Regions from separate parts of the Mus musculus genome. Here region 2 is linked to region 1. Evidence: chromatin contacts called from public promoter capture Hi-C data. All regions are on one chromosome and are shown on one strand. Each heading gives the region's core, a stretch centred on a gene start, on an enhancer-like site or on the middle of the called end of the contact. The rest is flanking DNA. Distances are from core to core; before and after follow the strand shown.

Region 1 (5,938 bases), core at 2,067-4,566:
AGGGAAAGTGGCACTCTGCTATGCTGCCAGTGAGAGAGTATGCAGATTTTTAAAAGGGCAATCTGATCATTTCTCTTAACTATTTTAGTTCCATGGTTTTCAAATCTGCAGTCCACTTCTAAGTGTGTGTGTGTGTGTGTGTGTGTGTGTGTGTGTGTGTGTGTGTGTGTGTGTGTTAGAGCCATTTATAAGCAAGGGAATCACTTCAGTAAACCAGAGCCCGGGCAACATAGTGAGAACCTGTCTAAGACAACACAATAACAACAACAAACAACAACAAAACCCAACAGAATGTCCTAGTTAGGACTTCTGTTGGTGTGATGGACACCCTGACCAAAAGCAGCTTGGAAAAGAAAAGGGTTTATTATCATTGAAGGAAGTCAGGATAGGAACTCAAACAGGTTAGGAACCTGGAAGCAGGAGTGGATACAAAGGCCATAGAGGGATGCTGCTTACTGGCTTGTTTCTCATGGCTTGCTCTGCCTGCTTTCTTATAGAACCATCAGCCCAGGGTTGGCACCACCCACAATGGTCTGGACCCTTTCATATTAATTGTTAAATAATAAAATAACCTACAGGCTCACCTATGGCCTGATCTTACAGAGGCATTTTCTCAGGAGAGGTCTGATGTCGACCATAGCTTGTCAAGGTGACAGGAAACTAGCCAACAGAGTCCCCAGGCATCATGCCTACGGACAACATTTCCTGTCATTCTGCACTATCAGCTGGGACCGAAGAGGTCTGGCTCTACTTAAAAAACCATCAACATTTTTCTAAAGCCTCCAGTTGCCCTCTTGGCATCATAGAAATAGATGTCGTATAAGCCTTAGAGCTGCAGATTATAGAATTAAAAAAAATCTTAGAAAAAGTGTGGCTTGTTATATCTTGTTATGGATGAAAACTATTTAGGTTTGTGAAGGTAACCCTGTCTCCCAGTGAGAAGATGACAGCACCCCACTGCACATTAGCTAAATTTATGAGTTTGAATTCTCCAAACTTAGCTGTGTCCTTCCCAGTGTGGCAGTAAGAGTTGTTTATCCATCATCTAGTCTCCTTTTCTGTTTTAAAACTACTTTTCCTTCCTAAGAATTAAGAATATTCACCTGCAAGCTGTGGGGTAGCTCAGTAGGTTAGAGTGCTCGTCCATCGTGCCTGATGGCAGGAATTCGATCCCCTGGAGCTGCCTAAATCGTTTCTTTTATTGAGAAAGAGAGGAGAAGCTGGCACACAACTTCTTTACCCTTGCTCCTGTCCGCTCCTAACGTGAAGCCATACTCTCTGTAGTGTCAGCCCCATGCTGCTCTATGTGGCAAAGCCACATCCAGGCAGGTAGTACAGGAGGGAGTCTAGGAGCTCAGACATGGTGATAGCACAGGCCCTACTCCAGCCTTGAACCCGAGGCCCTGTCGTTTTGGTATGTCTTCTCCAGGTTTAGCCACACATTGTGTCCATTTCCCTATCACCTACAGGTCCCTGCTACTCCTTACTCTAGAGTCGTCTGTTAATTTTGCTTTCAAATTTTTTTTAAAAAAATATTTATTTATTTATTTATTTATTTATTTATTTTATGTCTATGAGTACACTGTAGCTGTACAGATGGTTGTGAGCCTTCATGTGGTTATTGGGAATTGAATTTAGGACCTCTGCTTTCTCTGGTCAACCCCACTCGCTCCAGCCCAGAGATTTATTATTATAAATTAGAACACTGTCGCTGTCTTCAAACACACCAGAAGAGGGCGTCAGATCTCACTATGGATCATTGTGAGCCACCATGGGATTGCTGGGATTTGAACTCAGGACCTCTGGAAGAGCAGTCAGTGCTCTTATCCACTGAGCCATCTCGCCAGTCCTTGCTTTCAATTTTTATTCCCTGAGAAATTGACAGTCATGTCCCTTTGTCATGTCCCATTTAAAAGTCTAAATCTGTCTCCTTACTGCAGAAATGTCTCACACAAGTCCAGCCTGACAAACACTTGTCGTTGTTCACTCATCTGCCCTTCACAGCCTTTTGCCTTGCTCACCTACCCTTCCTCTCTTGACCTCTGACCTCTGACCTCTGCTGACAGTAACCTCATTCTTACCTGCCAGTTCCAACCCAGGCTCTGACCCAGGTACCTCCTGCTGCCTCTACCTGCCTTACCACTCTATTTTTTACTTTTATTTGTTTCTCTATGTAGTCCTTGTTGGCATTTTGTCTAGGCTCTGCCCCATGGTTACCTGGCAACAGCCAGGTGTGCCTGAATCACTATAAAAGGGGCTGCTTGCCCCCTCCTCCTTCTCCTTTCTCTCTCTCTCTCTCTCTCTCTCTCTCTCTCTCTCTCTCTCTCTCTCTGCCTTTCTCTGTCTCTACTATCCCCTCAATTCCCCTCCCCATGCTCTGAATAAACTCTATTCTATACTATACCATCGTGTAGCTAATCCCTCAAGGGGAAAGGATGCCTTCGTCTGGGCCCGCTGAGACACCCCCTTCCCCCATACCTGACTACACCTCCATAGAACATATCCCCCCTCTTTATTTTTATAAAACACAACAGTTAAGTGCTCTTAACCACTGAACCAACCATTTGGCATACTGGAGCGGCTGGCTGAGCCTCGTTTGGTGGGTTTGCTGGAGTGGGGCTTCTGTCCTAAAACCTCTGGTTACCAGGCCATCCGGAAGATCATCCTTGCATCCGCCAGCACTGCCAGTGTCGTGGGCAAGGCTGTCCCTTCGCTGAGTAGGAAGCTCTGCTGTAGCCTTCTTCTTGGCAAAAGCCCAGCTTTGCTTCTGGGAAAGGATGCTAAAATCTGATACAGTCGAGAAAGTAGTAGAGCGATGACTCCGTAGTTAAGAGCACTTACTGTTCTCCCACAGGTACTGGGTTCAGTTCTAAGCACCAATTTGGGGGCTCACAAACGCCTGTAACATGGCCTCTGCAGGTCTATGGTGCACACACATATACTCAGCCACATAAATGTAAAACAGAAGAAATAAGAAAAAACACTAGGTTGTAAAGTAGACATTAGCGAGCACCCTAAAGGCCATCCTTAGGTATCCTGTCCCTCATCAGCCCACGACAACGCATGCACACGATGATTGGTCAGTTGTTTAATGCCGGTCTCTCCTGTTCTTGCAGGCAAGCTCCTTGAGACTAGAGGATTTCATCTGCTCTGGACACTGTCCCAAACAGCGCTTGGATGCACAGTGCTTCCTTTAGAAGAACTTGTTTAGTTTCTGAACCGGAAACTTGTGGGAGAATCTTGAAATAGCCCCGGCTCAAGCTGTTTATTTTTAGAAGCGTCCGTCGTCACTCCTGGGCGATGCTTTGACTTGGATTCTCTGGTGACATCTTTTTAGCATTGGTCATTCCAGCCTGGGCTGTGGTTTCAGCACACTCCAAGTGTAAAGCTGACGGCAGCATTTGAGCAGAGGGAAGTTAGGAGAGCTTTTAAAACTTGGAGAGCTTATAAAAAAAAAATCTACCAGTGCTGAGAAGATATAAAGGCACGTTAATACCAAAGGTCAAATGTATGGCTTCTCTTATCTTCTTCCTGACGAAGAAATCACTTTTAATCTAAAGAACATGCCCCAGTAATTTCCAAATGTAAACAGATGGGATTTGAAAGCGGACGGATTGACGTGCCTGTGTTTGCTCAACACAAACCAATAAAAGAGAGCGGTCGTTCCCTTTGTTCTTTTGCAATGCACTTAAGTAAAGGATAGTATCGTGGAGGGGGAGGGGGAGGGGCGGAGCAGGAGCCTTCTGGGGTTCCTGGGGTGCCTGAGTCAGGTCTGTGACACCTGCAAGGGTTAAAAAGGCAATTCACACCTGTGAGACAGAGAAGAAAAGAAGGTAAGCAGAGACCCGGAAGGAAAGCGAATGGAGGCCGATTATTTTATTTTTTATTTTTTTAATTTAATTTTATTTTTTTAACACTCGATATTTTATCCCCCCTCCCCATCTACCCTCCGACTGTTCCACATCCCACACCTCCTCCCCACCCTCCTGTCTCCACGTGGATGTCTCCACCCTCCACCCCACCTGATCTCTAAACTCCCTGGGGCCTCCATCTCTTCAGGGTTAGGTGCATCATCTCTGAATGAACACAGACCCAGAAGTCCTCTACTGTATGTGTGTTGGGGGCCTCATATCAGCTGGTGTATGCTGTCTGTTTTGGTGGTCTAGTGTTTGAGAAATCTTGGGGGTCCAGATTAATTGAGACTGCTGGTCCTCCTACAGGATCACCCTTCTTCTCAGCTTCTTCCAGCCTTCCCTAACTCAACAATAGGGGTCAGCTGCTTTTGTCCATTGGTTGGATGCAAATATCTGCATCTGACTCTTTCAGCTGCTTGTTGTGTCTTTCAGAGGGCAATCGTGATAGGTCCCTTTTTGTTAGTGCTTCATAGCCTCAGTAATAGTGTCAGGCCTTGGGCCTCCCCTTGATCTGGATCCCACTTTGGGTCTGTTCTTTTCCTCAGGCTCCTCTCCATTTCTATCCCTGTAATTCTTTCAGACAGGAACAATTATGGGACAGAAATATGACTGTGGGATGGCAACCCCATCTCTCACTTGATGTTCTGTCTTCTTGCTGGAGGTGGGCTCTATAAGTTCCCTCTCCCTACTGTGGGGCATTTCATCTAAGGTCCCTCCCTTTGAGTCCTGAGAGTCTCTCACCTCCCAGGTCTCTGGTGCACTCTGGAGGGTCCCCCCAACCCAACCTTGGGAGAGAGAAGAAAGCAATCACAAGTGGGGAGGGAGGGAGGGACCTGGGAGGGAAACTGGAGGTGGGGTAGTGGGGGGGGGGGACCTGATCTGGTATTGGGTGAGGGAAAAGGACTGAAGAAAGAATGGAAACAGGCAACCGTCGGGGCGGGGGGGTGGGGGGGGGTGGGGGGGTGGGGGGGGGAGCAGGAATAGGAGACTGATTTTAACATTCTTCCATTCCCAAGTCAGGGATGGACTAGGCCCATCTCTTGAGACTGCCACCAGGTCTTCTTGCATGACTTCAGGCTTCTGCTTGGAGGAGTTCATTAACTTCCTTGAGGCTCTGCTTTCTTGAAAAACAACAACAACAACAACAACATAACCTGTGATCGAACAGTAACCTGATGGCCAAGTGCACAGCATAGGGATCAATCAGATTGCCAGGTTCCTGGTCTGATTATGCCCTACATTAGTTTGCTGATCAGGGGACAAATTAACATGATCCCTGGGGCCCAAAAGATTTTGCTTTGGTTCTTCAGTCTTTTGTTGTTTGAAGAGAGTCTTGTGTATCTCAGGCTGGATTCAAACGTGCTGTGTCGCTGAGGCTGACCTTGAACTCCTGGATGCTTCTGTTTCCACCTCCCAAGTGTTGATATTATAGGCGTGCCCCTCCACGCCTGAGTATCTGACTCATATGTGGTCCTGAGGCTGAGATGAAGACCTGGAACAAAGTCTGACACATTGTTATCCTCTTAGGGAATCAAGATGCTTCGTGCTTCAGGTCACAGCAGACAGACTCAGGAACGGTTTAAAACAAATTGATCTGAATTTTTGCAATCACATATTCTTACTGAAAAAAATGTATTTTCTGAGCATACTGTCTACAATGTGCATTTATTTTAAAGTGAAAAGAGCTTGGCACACTTGTATAAGCCTGTAACCCAGCAGTGGGGGAGCAAGCAGGAGGATCCTGGGGGCCTATAGTAGCCTCGATGAAAGGGCTGGTTCTAGGTTCACAGAGATCCTATCTCAAGAAACGAGGTGGAGAGAAAGAAACTCAGTGTTTACCTCTGGCTTACACACACACACACATACACACATGCACAAAATAAAAATAAACTAGAATCATGTTACTAGATTAGTTACCATAACTAGTTTAAATAAAAGCAAAGACTCCCTTCCCCATGGTGTAAAAAAGTCTGGAGGCTGGAAATGGGATCTGTAAGCCGTGTCAACATTCCACCAGGGAAATG
Region 2 (5,950 bases), core at 363-2,862, 220 kb after region 1:
CCCAACTAGCAGCATGGTGATCACTCTACACTGTAGTTCCTGGGGTAGACCAGCAGTCTCTACAGCCAGGCGACGTGCTCTGTGCTGGGAAGCCTCTTGGCTTTGCATCTTCTCCAGTGAGGATGTGATTACACTACACTACTCTTGCGCTTGAGACGCTACTTAGATTTATTCTCCTGCTGGCTTTATGAGATTACTCACTCTAGAATCTTAATGTTTTTAAGATTATTGAGGGATAGGTTCACTGGTAAAAGAATTTTGTCACATCAACAAACACTCATCCCTCTTATTCTCAAGTGTCTACAGCATGGCTTCTGGAATCAATAGACTGGAAATCCCAGTTTCATTTTAAAAGTGATTTTCTAGAGGTCAGATTTTATAAATGGTCTTTCTCTGGCATGTGAGAGCAGAGGATTCCTCAAACTCACCAACTTTGTATTTAGGGACTGATGATTCCTTGTAAAGATGGACACTCCCATGCCCTGTAAGATTAGAATCCGTGCCTTCCACATCCTAAAGGCCACTGAGTTTTCTCCTTGGCCCTTCACACCAGTGAACACAGACTAAAATACATCTGATACTGGCAGATGTTTCTTTGGGGATAAATTGCCTCTGACTGAGAATTCTTGCTCTGTATTGCCTCAGAACTTTTCCAAGCTTTCCTGAGGGGTTCACACGTCTCTGAGAAGCCATCTTGTTCCACCTGTCATTGCCACCAACTTTGAGTCTAGCATACAAGGGAACAGACGTTATCTTATTTATGCACTAGTATTTTTTTCTCACTGTCCAATGTAATAATATTCGTTCTGAGCAGTTTCCAGCACCTATGGACCAGGCACTATGCTAAGCCTTTGAAATGATAGTTTGTTGTTTCTAACTCTTAATGCCCACGAGGGAGGTGATGTGTTACTAGCCATATTTTCCAAAGGAAAGTTCTAGGCTGTGGTGAATAGGCTGTGGTGACTCTCCTTTGTTCTCTATCACTGTTCCCTCATGCCTGCTATGCAAGAGGACTGGAAAGGAGAACCTCCTTTTAGGTATTTTTATCTTTCAAAGGTATGGAATGAAAAGTTGAATCCCTGGACTCCAACATAAACCAAGTTACTGATTCATAAGTTCAGAAGCTCCCAGTACAGCTGTTGGTAGGTTACAGCTGGTGTACATGCTCCTGCCTAGTTGGAAATACTGGTTAAAGCAGGGAATTGTTAAAAGTATGCCTATCTGAGGTATTGAAAACATGAGTAGACATTGCTGCTGTGGGTCCAAGGTCTTTCCTGTCAGTGGCTCTGCTTCCAGTGCTGCCTGGTGTCCCTGGCGTACACTAGGGACATCCCTGGCACTGAGTGAGTCTGGTTGGTGATTTTGTCTGATTTCCTAGCTGTCACATCAAACCCACAGCTTTCTTCTTAGTGTCTTCTTCTTCCAGTCTTTCTAAAGCTGTCAGTTTTTCTACTCATTTAGTCAGCTTCATAGTGAAATAAGTCAGTTGGCTTCCAAGTCTCCTGGAGATGCAGTGAATTACGGTTCCGCATGGAGTCCAGCTGGTGGGAGCAGAAAGCATAGATAGCAGAGTGATGCCCAGCTCGTCCCAGTGGCTCCTGGCAGCCTGGTGTTGGGAACACTGACAAGTGGTCAGTCCACGAGGTCAGTTCAGGAAAAGTCATGGAGCGTGCCTGCTCTTAGGACACCATTTGGGCGACACACCTTGAAATGTTTTAGTCGTTTGTTACATATGAATAATGTCCTACAAATGGCCGAATAATAACATGAAGCAGAAATTAAATCCCTCAAAGCATGGCTGTACATGTAAAATTAATGTGATGGTATAAAATATAATTAAAAAACAATTCTGTTTTGTAATTTTTACATGTGGCTTTAGCTCAGTGAGTTCTGTACCTACCTTTACCTCTTTCTCTCAGTCTCTTTGTGGAAAGAGTATAGCGCAGTGAAGAGGAGTTTGGCCTAGCACCAAGGCTGTGTGTTGTTGCCTCAGCCCATTTGAGTCCTCATTCCACTTAGCTGTTTAATGTGCCCCTGACTCCACTGTGCCTGTCATAATAATAATAATAATAATAATAATAATAATAATAAATCTCTTATATGATAAATATTATTATTACCTTTACTGAAGCACAGCCTTCAATCAATATTATGTGTAATATTTAATCATGTTCAGCTGATTAAGTTGTAATCACTTTGATATTACATTATTTTTATGAACATTATTATCCTGTAGATATAAACTTTAGAGACCACTTGATTCCAACAGAAAAGCTGGGTTTTATGGTTAAATGCTGGGCAAAGAGAGGAACCATCCCTTCACCTTAGATAAGCAACATCCATGTTCTTTCTTCTACTGCTTCCTCTGCCTGCTCTTGTCGGGCTTTTTACCCAGCATGAAGTGGCACTGGCGATGTAGTTGATACTTACTGTGTTTCTACTTTATGCTTTATGGGCTCTCCTCACTTGATGCTTTTAGGAAACTGGCATGAACCTGTCATTGTGGGCATGTACAAATGATAGTACTATACGTTCTTTTTTCCTTTGAAAATGGTTGAAGTTTTGTGTTCAGTCTTTCTTTGGTTACCACAATTAAAGGACAAGGAGATTTATAGATGGCAAATATTAACCTGGAGAAACTAACTCCATGGTTGCCTGTAGCCAGCATGGCTTGTCAGGAAGGACTCTCTCCCAGCTGTTCCCCATGTCATGCGGTCCTACAGTGTGTTCCCCGTTGCTCATTGTCCAAGATGAACTGCCACTGTAAGCCAACTGATGAGAAACTACTGTCTAATAAATCTGGTTACTCTAAGCCAGTGGTCTTACTGTTCCTACCTTCTTTTTCTAACAACACACAGCGAGGAGACTTGATGGTGAGTGAAGGAAGGCAGGGGCCATGTGTCCTAGTTTCATAGATTGAGAATCCCACGTATGGTTTAGTCCCTAGTTGAGCATTTAAAGTCTGAGACTTGTCTCTGTTTAGGCAGGAGCAAGCAGCCTGGAGAGCTTAGACCTTGCAGAGATGGCTGGGCCTTGGATCAGAAAGAAAGGAGAGCCCAAGAAGCAAATCCAGCCACGTGTGCTCCTAAGTCTGCTTATGTTGTGGAGAACAGTACTATGGGATGCCCGTGTGTTAAGGGTTCTTCCTGGGTGCTTGGTCTGTGTTTAGTTTTCGAGACCCATTGTTTCATCTTCAGGTACAGTCAACAAGACTGCTCCCAAGCATGCTGTGCTCTTACATGTGACAGTTAACTCACCTTCCATATGTGATGTAAGACCTTTTTATTAGGGTTATGCCAATTGGCCAGCTTGTTTGAAAGCAGGTGTGGGAATGTGTGGTCCCTCACAGAAATACTGAGTGTGAATTTGTTGAGAGGTTGACTTTGGTAAGTGCTTTGCTGACTTTTTACATGAGGTGGTCGGTCCTTCACTGTGCTGGCAGGCTAGCCTGGAACTCTTGGGCCCAAATGACTCTTGTTTCAGCCTTCTAAGTAGCTGGCAGTACAGACAGGTGCTCTGTACCCCGTTGTCTGCCATCTTTATATCTGAGCAAGGATTCCAAGCCACCTGCATAATAAATACAGTGTTAATGTTGCGTCTTTGGAAGCCAGCATCAGTTCCTTCCTTGGCAATGATTCCCCAGCCTCTTTGTTATCTATCACCTCTTTTGTGCCCACAGAGCATTTGGGCTCTTGAGGTGCCCAAGCCATCACAGATCAGAGGTTATGAGGTGCTGAAAGGGCACACACTCTCTTCCATATGCTTTTAGATCAAGATGGGCATCAAGAGTCTCACATGGACCTTATTCAAAGCCATCGTTTAGATCCACTCATATAAAAACAGTTTGGCAATTAACTGTGAGGTGAAAGCATAGTCCATTTTCTAGGTAGAAAGTTCCATATAAGAAATTTATTTTAGCATTTGAGGCAATAAAGTTATTTTCTGACTGTCTATCAGATGCCCACTTTTTGATGGCAGGTATATTTGTGTGCATATTTTGTTTAATATATGTAACTTACTATCTCAAGACCTATAACTAAATTTAATATTCAGCTATTCAACCTTCAGTATAACACACATTTGCTTCTTCATTCAGCTTGTTTTTCTAGTCTGCCTTATTAGTGTGGCTTTTCATAGCCCAGTTATCTGGAGCCCCAAAAAGGTCTTTCCAGAAGTTATATTCAGTTGTTTCTATTCAGTTGATTCCTATTATTTATTCATCTCTGTTTTCAGGCTTTCTCAGGTCTTTCCACAAGTCTCAGCATCTGTTTTCTGACTGCACAGGGATGGCTTTGAGTCATCCTCTCTGACACTCTGCAGAAGTTGTGACTTAAGGATTTTTGGTATTGCTCTCCTTATGTAAATACTACCATTGTTACAAATCGATTGTTACAAGATCCTCTGACTTCATTCTTCTCAATCTTCCATCATTTTGGAAGGCCATCAGATTTGTAGCTACAGTTCTTTATGCCCATTACCAATCCATACATAGCTGCAGGTCCTCCTTGTCTCTTGCTGGAATCCTAGCTGTAGACTTTTTAAGTCTGTTTAGCTATATGCAGTCTTCGCTGTTCAGAAGCCGGTCTTTGCCAGGGACCGTCTTTCATTTAACTAGCCAGGTTGTCTGATAGGCACCTGTGGAGTATAGATGGAAAGGAAGCAGAGCGTGCGGAGCAACCTTGCAGCATTAGAGAACAGGGGAGAGGAGACAAAATTAGACAAGGAGAACCTCAGACAGGGTCATGTTAACAAACGTTTTGTCCGGTGTAATGGAGAAAGATGAACAACAGATAAGTCCCCACCAAGGCAGCAAGTGCCTAGCCATGTTACTTCCTGTCCCGCCATCTTCCATGATTAGGTCCTTACTAGCCAAGGACTGGCAGAGTATGTGTGACTTGCTGCCTGACTACCACAGACAGACCCCAGGGCCAGAGACTCAGGTAACTGAACCAACTGCAAGTTCTTCCTACAGGACACTCAGTGTTGTGTATCAGTGGCTGCTGCAAATAGAGGCGTGCCGAGCCTTCGTTCTAGCCAGGAGAAGAGCCGACTTGAAACAAAAAGATTCAGACGAAACCATAAATGGAACTGGTTGTGGAGGTGCACACCTTTAATTCAGCATTTAGAGGCAGTGGCAAGCTCTAATTCCCGGCTGGCCTGTTTACATAATGAGTTTCATGACAGCCAGGGCTACATAAAGAGACCATGCTTCAAAAACAAAAACACATCTCCCCCTCCCCAAGCATAAATAGGTTAGCTTGTTACAGGAAATAGTATGGCAATACAGACACTAAAGTGTATTTTCTAGTCCCAGAACTACTGCTAACACTTTTGTACTGGTTTTAAATATAGAAATAACCATGTGTTCATTTGTGTACGTACTTAGTTCAGATAATCTTTCGTACCTATTTTGTGAGTTCTTCCCATTTGGTTCTGAGGGACTCCCTTAACACAGACAGGCTGAGGGTCAGGACTGGGAAAGGGGTCACTGCTCCACCAGGCGGTGTCTCTGTGGCATGGGAGGGTAGCAAGCAGGGTAGAGGCACACAGAGTAGACTTCTGCCCTCTTGCTAGCTATAGAATCTAGTTATTGTTATTATGATAAATGAGAAATCTTTAAATGTTGATATTTATGATTAAAACTTGTAATCTTTAATTCCTTTGCCTCTTCTTCCTGGAACTTCTTTTGAGTTGATAGTTGAATGCTTGGATTTGCATTTTAAAATGTTATTTTGTTGAAGCTGTGTGGTGAATGTGTGGTGTGTGCACAAATGATGTAGCTATGGATGCTTATGCAGATGTCAGAGGAGGACGTAGGCATCCTGCTCCATTACATTTGCTGTATCTCTTCAGGCTTCTTACTAACCTGATATCCACCATTGGCTGGATTGGCTGGCCAGCAAGTCCCAGTGACTCTCCTGTCTTGGTCCCCACAGAAGGAGTTGCAGGC

What was found. Capture Hi-C pulls out chosen DNA fragments and counts their contacts.
Region 2: a contact with region 1 is called in a promoter capture Hi-C map of liver. The contact joins two enhancer-like sites. A contact is called at or near these places in 2 of 9 other capture datasets (adipose tissue and liver).

Annotation. Positions count from the first base shown.
Region 1 is chr12:82,119,400-82,125,337 of GRCm38.p6, forward strand. It overlaps Gm30799 (a long non-coding RNA gene), which reads left to right. Exons shown (of 7, transcript XR_001780654.1): 7 at 3,117-3,671. Among named protein-coding and RNA genes, the nearest start is that of Gm30799, 53 kb to the left of the region's middle. Within about 2 kb of position 3,317, at least 111 of the 459 cell types and tissues checked have an H3K27ac peak or open chromatin away from gene starts, as enhancers often do. A contact at or near this core is called in liver, where this site is marked.
Region 2 is chr12:82,343,274-82,349,223 of GRCm38.p6, forward strand. The region is part of intron 2 of Sipa1l1 (signal-induced proliferation-associated 1 like 1); the gene reads left to right. Among named protein-coding and RNA genes, the nearest start is that of Sipa1l1, 35 kb to the left of the region's middle. Within about 2 kb of position 1,613, at least 2 of the 459 cell types and tissues checked have an H3K27ac peak or open chromatin away from gene starts, as enhancers often do. A contact at or near this core is called in liver, where this site is marked.